2 separate regions of the Mus musculus genome follow, and region 2 is linked to region 1. Evidence: chromatin contacts called from public HiChIP or PLAC-seq data. All regions are on one chromosome and are shown on one strand. Each heading gives the region's core, a stretch centred on a gene start, on an enhancer-like site or on the middle of the called end of the contact. The rest is flanking DNA. Distances are from core to core; before and after follow the strand shown. Region 1 overlaps Slc1a3 (solute carrier family 1 (glial high affinity glutamate transporter), member 3). Region 2 overlaps Ranbp3l (RAN binding protein 3-like).

Region 1 (4,176 bases), core at 1,299-3,798:
CTGGCGGCTTTCCTTGTATTCTGCAAAAACAGTCCATGTGTGCATGCAGATCTAACCCTTTGCCCTTTCTTACTACTGGACTAGGCATGACGAGCCTGAGGACCAAGGCAATGAACAGTAGGCTTTAAAGACGCCCAATTCAGATCACCTGTGCTCTTCATTGCTGTGGGCTTGGTTTAGCTAATATTAACAATTTCAGACATCAGGCTTTTATTTTTGCAGCTCTTTACTAGGAAAGTTACCTTATCCTTAGAAACATTAAAACAATATTACAATATCCTCTACTGAGATCTAGAAATTAGTATTTTGCCATTTTTGTGGTCTCCCACTCTCTCTCCCTCCTTCTCTCTCTCCCTTCTTCTCTCTCTCCCTCCCTCCTTCTCTCTCCCCCTCCATCTCACCCTCTCCATCTTCTCCTCCCTTCCCCCTCCCTCTTGTCTTCATATTACTGTCATGTTTCACTTACACCATTCAACATTCATCTTCTAAGAATAAGTATATTCTTCTATGTACCCACAGTAATAGTATCTCAAAAGTACTTCCAGAGTACTGGTCTACCTTCAGACTTCCCCCTAACATCCCCTCCCTCATGTCCTTTACAGTTTTCTTGTTCCTCAGATAGAGATCGAATCTTGATTTTATACCCTAAAGTATGTTTTGTGATCTCTTTTAATCTCTGTCACTCATCCCACATTTTCTTGATACTTACTTAGAAATGGCTTCTATCCTGTATGCATGTACACCATTAAGAAGGGTACTAGCTGTAGTAAACATTAGCATTCAGTGCTGAGGTTAGGTTACCATGCCCAGGGATCGTGGGCTATCTGGAGGCTGGAGAACAGTGCCTTGGGACAGCATAACCTATGCTCACACGCACCTTGATATATTGGCTGAAGAGGCCTGAGTTCAGACAAAGATTCAGCTTCATGTGAGCTAATAATGAAAATGGTACCAGTGGCCTAAACAAGACCTAAACAAGGTACAAATACACTCTCTTTAAAGTTTGATCCGTAAAGTCATCAAGGCTGCTTGGTATTCTACAATGTCAGGGACAAAGGCTGCAGTTGCAAAGTTTCTAGGTATCCCCTTCACCCAAATGATCTACAGTGGCTTTTCAAAACTGTCAAATTTTTGCTAATGAGGAGAGGGGAAGTCAAAGGTTGGCCAGTTACTTCCATCTGTGTTTTACGAGCTAGAACTTAGTCTGTGCCCCTAAGGAGTCTGGGAAGTGTAGTTCCCATTCCAGGTGGCCATACCAACTAGCCATTCCAGTGCTGTAGCATGGTAGGACTTGGTGGAATCATAAGTGTTTTACCCACGGTCTCACTGTTTTATTCATATTGCTGGAGTCTTGCCAATGCTTTATTATTCCTGAAGAGACATTTTCACACTCTCACATCACCCTATCAAATAAGTCTTAGACACTTAACATACATTCGAACTGGGGACATACTAATCACACACACACACACACACACACACACACACACAGGATTATAACACTACAGGATTTTGTTCATAAATCATTCTGCATTTGAATTAATAAACTTAATTTTGTGGCCACATCAATCATAGAAATTCAGTCTCTTGAATGAGGCAATTATTAGAAATAAGTTGTCGCTGTAACTCTACGGGCCTTTAAAGCTCAAGTTCACCTCTCAGTTCCATTTTGATGCTGGGGTAAATCCAGCGCCCCACAAGCGTTAGACAAATGCTCTACCACAGAGTCACATCCCCGCTTCTGGTGCTGGTTATACCTTACAAAATGACTTTAAGGAAATAGAAAAGAATGTAGCCACCAGTTTCTTCACTTAAAAAATGGTCACAAAGTAAAGCCCACTTCACTGTGGGCCACCACACCATTGTGACAATCAAATGAGGCAAAGCATGCTTGGCATATTAGCTGACACATAATAAAAAGTGCATGATCAATTTTAATTAGTCTGACCATTAAGTCAGCGAATTGTTTGTTTATTTATGTATTTATTTATTCCCATTCTTCTAAGGCAGGTCCTCCTCTCGAGCATGGGAACACGAGTCTTGCGAGGTACTCTCCACTAGGAGACATTTATAAACTTTTCGGTTTTGGTCCTCTGTCAACAGCATCACAGCCACGGCCGCAAGCATCGGGGCAGCCGGGATTCCTCAGGCCGGTCTGGTCACCATGGTCATCGTGCTGACATCTGTGGGCCTGCCCACAGATGACATCACACTCATCATTGCAGTGGACTGGTTTCTGTGAGTATTTGGGGGGCTGTGTGTTGATACACAGATTCCTACCTGCAAGCCCATCTCCCTCCAGGATCCCCACAGTTCTAGAATGGTATCAGCCTAGTGGGCTTGCAGAAGACACACTGGCTTGTAATGGAATCATCTTCATCATCAGACCCCCAGTCCTTGCCTAGAGTCCCATCCTAACATGTCAGGCAAACTCCCTCCTCCCTCAGCCGGCGGGCGGGGCACATCTGGCTGCTCTCCCTCCCACTCCATAAAGCCACTCACTCCTCCCACTGTCTGCAAAGCTGACATAAGTCAGCCAGACTCTCTCTGGGTTGCACAACGCATCCTCTCAGCAGCTGGAGCTGCAGACCCCACGTGCCAGCTCAGGCCTTCCCCCCATTACAGTGAGACAATGCAGGACAGATGTTTATGTCTGAGACCCATGAAGTGAAGGATAGCTGTGCAGACAGTGGGAAGCAAGGCTCTCATTATCAAGTGAAATTGCTTTGGGGTTCTGAGGAAAATCCCAAGAAATGTACCCTACGCGTCCTCAGACCCCACCTCGTAGGGCCCATCGTCAAGCCTTCGTTCCTCACCCATCCAGGGACATTGTCTGTCCCTTGTCTCTCATAAATACCCTTCTACTGGGAAGGAATTGTTTAAGGGATGCTCAAAGAGGGACCCCAGGAGGACACAGTGGATACCAGAGTCCATGTGTAATGATGTCACTACACCTAGGAAGAGTCTAGGGAACAGAGCTCATCCAGGTCACTTGGACAGTAGTCAGCCTACCTAAGCGACGCCCATTGTTCTCTGCCTTCTGCTGACACTATAGGGATTAAATTCAATGACAGGTAAGAACTTAGCCTATGGTCTAGCCCCGGGCATCAATTGACAGAAACCCTTTGGGGCTGAGGATGTAGCTCAGTTGCTAGAGTGCTTGCCTAGTGTTCGTGAGGCGCTGGGTTCCTTCCCAGCACCACATCAACTGAGAGGGGAGGGAGGAGGGAGGGTTGTTCAATCCTGTAATCTCAGCGCCTGGGAAGTAGAGTTCAAGGCTAGCCTCAGCCACATAATGAGTTCAAAGGCAGCCTGGGCCAAATGAAAACTTGTCTCAACAAAACCAAAAAGTACTTTGGTAAAATACAAGCTTCTACTCTCAAGGTTTTTTGTTTGTTTTGTTTTGTTTTGTTTTGTTTTGTTTTGTTTTGTTTTGTTTTGTTTTGTTTTGTTTTGTTGTTTTGGTGTGTAGTCCTGGCTATCCTTGAACTCAACTCTGTAGACCAGGTTGGCTTCTAATTCACAGAGATCCACCTGCCTCTACCTTCCTAGTGCTGGGATTAAAGGTGTGCACCACAATGCCTGACATTTCCTTTTCTTATATTTTTAAGTTAGAATAATGATTCATTATATGTTGACATGATAACAATTTTTGTGAAAAATAATCACTTTTAAACAAAATGTTTACTGAAAGAATGTTGCTGGATTACATTTTGTGAGTCTCCAAAATGTCTTGGTTAACATCAGACAGCTACAACTGCCCCAGCTCCTCCTGTATCCAGTGTTCTATGATGTAATACAGCATGAAGTCTACGCAATACTGAGGAATTCCTGAGAAAATAAAGAGTACTTTAAGAGAGGGGCTGGAGAGATGGCTCAGCAGTTAAGAGCACTTCCAGAGGTCCTGAGTTCAATTCTCAGCAACCACGTGGTGGCTCACAACCATCTGTAATTGGATCTGAAGCCCTCTTCTGGTGTGTCAGAAATAGCATGCTCATATACATACATAAATAAATCCTTTTTTTAAAAAGAGTAAAAGGAACAAATGAGCCCATAGTATTAGTATAAAAATAGTTTTTATCCCAGCACGCTTCTCCAAGGAGACTCTGTCCCATGCTTTGAGAACTGTTAGTACAATGGAAGGTGAATGAAAGAAAGAGAAAATGTTAAATAAAC
Region 2 (4,133 bases), core at 206-2,705, 370 kb before region 1:
TAGGGGCTAATGATCAAACTCAGGGCCTTGAGCTTACAGGGCAAGTGCTCTACCACTAAGTCAATTCCTCAACTCCTTGTAAATATTTCTCTAACTTTTTGAGATCATAATATAATTACATTATTTCCCCATTTCCTTTTCTCTCTCCAAATCTTCCCAAATGCTTCTCCATGCTCTTTCCAATTCACAGCCTCTTTTTCTCACTAACTCACACACCTGCATTCATGTATATATGTAAATTCCTAAATACACAAATACACCATGCTTAGTCTGTGTAATGTTGTTTACACGTGTATGTTTTCAGGACTGAGCATTCCATAAAGTCTCACCAACAGGACTGTCTAAACACAAGCTGAACACATACGACAGTAATAATTATACTAAAATGGACCAGGTCAGGGGAAGTGAGGAGACGGCCCACAAGGCCTCAACCCTACACAAAGAACAAGCAACTTAGCCATGCAGACAACAGGAGAAATAGTCTTCCACAAGGAAGAACATACCAGTTGATTTTCTAATATCAACAGGGAAAGTTTTAAAGACTATAAGAAACAGTGTTACCAAAGTGTCTTAGTTAGGGTTTCTATTGCTGTGTTGAAAACACCCTGAACAAAAATCAAATTAGGGAGTAGCTACTTGTGTTCCAATGTTAATTGGGTCCCCCAAAACTGTTTGTATGAGCAGATCATACAGGTAGCTTTTAGGACCCTGTCTTCAGTTAATTTTGATTGGTAAATAAAGATGTCAGCAGCCAAGAGCTGGGGAGAAGAGACACAGGGGAGAAGAGACACAGGCAGGGTTTTTTTTTTAGATTTTCTGGGCTTGGGACATAGAGGAAGGAGTGGGAGGAGAGGCACCATGTGCTAAGAGTGTTGTGGCCAGAGAAGAGCCCTGATGTAAAGGGACCAAGAGAATGTGGTCCACAGGGCTGCCACTCAATAGGATCAAGAGCAGCCAAGATGGAACATAGAAGTTAGTTAACAGTAATTCAGAGTTATTGTCAGGAGGTAGATTCTACATGGAAGTTAGGCAGATGCCCAGCTATCTACAGTGCTGCTTAAGACACACATAGAAAGACTCTGTGTGTGTGTGTGTGTGTGTGTGTGTGCGCGTGCTTCCTGTTTCAAGCTGAGAGTGGTGTGTGTGTGTCTTTTATCAGGAAGCATAAGTCATTGAGATGGGTAACAAACCCACTCTGGGATTTACTAATATATTTTACTACATTTTATTTGGCTTATCCTTCCAGATCACAGTTCTTCATTGGAGGAAGTCGGGACAAGAATTAAACAGAACAGGACCGTGGAGTCAGGAGCTGATGCAGAGGCCATGGAGGGGTGCTGCTTACTGCCTTGCTGCTCGTGGCTTGCTCCGCAAGTCTGCTTATAGGACCCAGGATCACCAGCCCAGGGATGGGGCCACCCACCATGAGCTGAGCCCTCCCCACCTAATCGCTAATTGAGAAAATGTGTTACAGCTGGATCTCACAGAGGCATTTCCTCACCTCAGGCTTCTTCCTCTCTGAAGACTCCAGCTTCTGTCAGGTTGACACATAAGACCACCCGGCATACAAAGCTTATATTTTCATTAAATGTTTATACTAAATGGTGCCCTGTTTTGGTTTGTAGTTCTTTAATTATGAGTGACAGCGAATATTTTTATTAAAAAGTAACAGGGTGGACACTGATTTATCAAGTTTTGATATGTGTCAATAAAGAATATAAGTCTATAAATTCACTTTAGAATAATTTTCACAGTATCTACAAATTACATCCACTTAGTCAAGCTGGAGTTATAGAATTTCATTTCATTGTGTCTCTGACGTTCCAAAGACCATCATAAAACAGAAAAGTCAGTAATAGGCATATCCAGCTGGGCTTCTCATCTAGCTGGGATATCCCTATTCATTAGACCTTTAAATTATGAAGAAATATTTGCAAACCAGAGCTGGAGCCTTTCTGTTTTATAATTTAGGCAGAAAAAAGTGATAAATAATAAATTGCAGTCTTGAGATTCTGAATTCAGTGCCCAGAAAACCAAGTGCAATAGCAAACATTTATAATCCCAGGGCTGGACAGTAGGGAGGCAGATTTCTAGGGCTCCTGGCCAGGTAGCCTAACTGTCAAGCTCTGAACCAATGAGTGACCCTGTCTCAAAGCAAAGGGAAGGGCTCCTGGCAGATGACACTCAAGGTAGTTCTCTGGCCTGCAAATGCACACCCACGCATGTCCATGCACAGAGGAGCTTTATAAAAGTCATGGCAAGGAACAAATATCATTATACTTTGGATGTAATAACATAATAAAATCTTGGCCTATACTTACACCATACATCATTCCAAAGTGTTGTGTAAAATTTCAAAAATTTCCTTACAAAACTTAAGACTAATTTAACACCTTACTCTCCAGTATTCCTAAATAGATAAAAGTAATTACAAAATTATAGTTGATAATTTTTAGTAATATACTAATCTAAAATTAAGATTGTGTTTTACCTTATAAATTACTTGTCATCTGCTGTGATTAATTGATTAAATTATTATTAAAAATCACAATGGACCTCACAAAAATCCTATCTTACAAAGAAGAGGGCTTGGAAGCATAACAATTTTGGAAACTGCTAAACACGTTCAAATCCCTTGTTTTCACTGACGGTAGAGTACTGGGTGCCTGGTTTGGTTAAGTGTAGGTAGTTTCTGTGCAAGACTGATTTCCAGTCTGCTTTCTTCTTTAATCAAAATGGCTGATTATACTTCACTTCCATTTCTTACTGTCACTGTGTTCAGGGAAAGCCAGTTGAACAACCTCAAGTGATTGAAGACAAATGGCTGACGGAATAACTCAAATTCCCACCACCTAAGCTGTGTCCCATTCCTCCTGAGTACCACAGCTAGAGCTGCAGCTGCAGAACCTTCTGGAGCCCCACATCTGCATGCCCCACACAAAGGCTCTCGCCTTAGGAGAGCTTGCAGTCAGGGATTCAGACCTTCCGGTGTTCAGAAGCGAGACGTCTCTGGAAGCTGTTAAATTCCCCTACTCCACCCTCTGCACCCTGTGTATGTAATTTTTGCTGCTGTTATCCATGAAGATGTGTCTAGTGTGAACTAAGCTGACAAAGCTTGCTCCACTCTGATGTTGGACAGCTGGGGATGCAGAACACCCTACCCATTATTTGACTACAGGTTCCGCCCGTGCCCATCTCACTGCCCCCCTCCCCCAGCGTTTTATACTGTCATCATTCTGGCAGTCCTACTACACTCATGAGTTCCCACTGCCTGCCGCACAGTTTTTCCACTTGGGAGTGACAGCAACTACGAAATCTGGTCCGGGGAGCACTCTCTCATTTCCTAAGATTACCAAGAACATTTCACTGTTGCTTCTGTCACCGGGGATTTTTCTTACCTCGTGCTCGGCCTTTTCCTTAGTTTTGTAGGATTTCAATGCACCGGGCCCAAATGTTGTGCCTGCTTTCTGACAACTCTGAGTTTGAGACGGCTGCAGAACAGCGGGTCTTAGAACCTGTTCAGAAGATCTCATGGGGGGTCCTTGAGAGAGCATAATGAAAAGACCAATAAATTGTTAATGAAATGCTCCTTTGTCCCTATTTTTAAATAATGCTTTAGAAAAAAAATGATCACAACTGAATTTTCAGAGACCAAAGTCAGTGCAGTCCGTCAATTGCCCGCTGCTCACTTTTTGCCTAGCTTTTTGCCAAATTAGTGTTTTCTTAGATCATGTGGCTTGTCTAACCAAATATGTTTATCCTTCATGTTCTGTCACTCTGTCCTGTCTATATACACCCAACACCACACACACACACACAGAGGTGGGGGAGAAAGAGACATTAAGATATGTATGGTAAGCAGAAGCCATAGACTGCAGTCATACGGGGCCACAAGTCTGCCTACCTTTCTAAATCATTTAGAAAACCTTAAAATTTATTTATTTTTATCTCTTCTCTGAATATGCCTCCCTTGAAACTTTGGGTTTCCACCAGTGTTCCGAGCTTCCTTTCTCTTTCACTAAAGCTTCCCCCCTCCAAGTGACTGCTTATCCACCAAGTGTCTGATCTTCAAGCCAGCCTCAATGGCGTGGCTTTGTCCCCTTCTCTTTTCCAGGCAGCTATGGGGGTTATAG

Evidence for each region. HiChIP or PLAC-seq counts read pairs in DNA pulled down with a chosen protein or histone mark.
Region 2: an H3K4me3 HiChIP or PLAC-seq map of craniofacial prominence shows a contact between it and region 1, with 6 times the contacts expected there. The contact joins two enhancer-like sites. A contact is called at or near these places in 3 of 15 datasets of contacts at CTCF or cohesin (embryonic stem cells, pro-B cells and stem cell-derived epiblast-like cells), 1 of 484 Hi-C or Micro-C datasets (nephron progenitors), 12 of 115 datasets of contacts at active chromatin or transcription factors (acute myeloid leukemia, bone marrow-derived macrophages, craniofacial prominence and 8 more) and 3 of 9 other capture datasets (adipose tissue, liver and pancreatic islet).

The regions. Positions count from the first base shown.
Region 1 is chr15:8,637,118-8,641,293 of GRCm38.p6, reverse strand. Slc1a3 (solute carrier family 1 (glial high affinity glutamate transporter), member 3) reads left to right here. Exons shown (of 10, transcript NM_148938.3): 9 at 2,104-2,238. Among named protein-coding and RNA genes, the nearest start is that of Gm46508, 57 kb to the right of the region's middle. Within about 2 kb of position 2,548, at least 10 of the 459 cell types and tissues checked have an H3K27ac peak or open chromatin away from gene starts, as enhancers often do. A contact at or near this core is called in craniofacial prominence, where this site is marked.
Region 2 is chr15:9,006,678-9,010,810 of GRCm38.p6, reverse strand. It overlaps Ranbp3l (RAN binding protein 3-like), which reads right to left. Exons shown (of 14, transcript NM_198024.2): 6 at 3,399-3,545. Among named protein-coding and RNA genes, the nearest start is that of Ranbp3l, 41 kb to the right of the region's middle. Within about 2 kb of position 1,455, at least 3 of the 459 cell types and tissues checked have an H3K27ac peak or open chromatin away from gene starts, as enhancers often do. A contact at or near this core is called in craniofacial prominence, where this site is marked.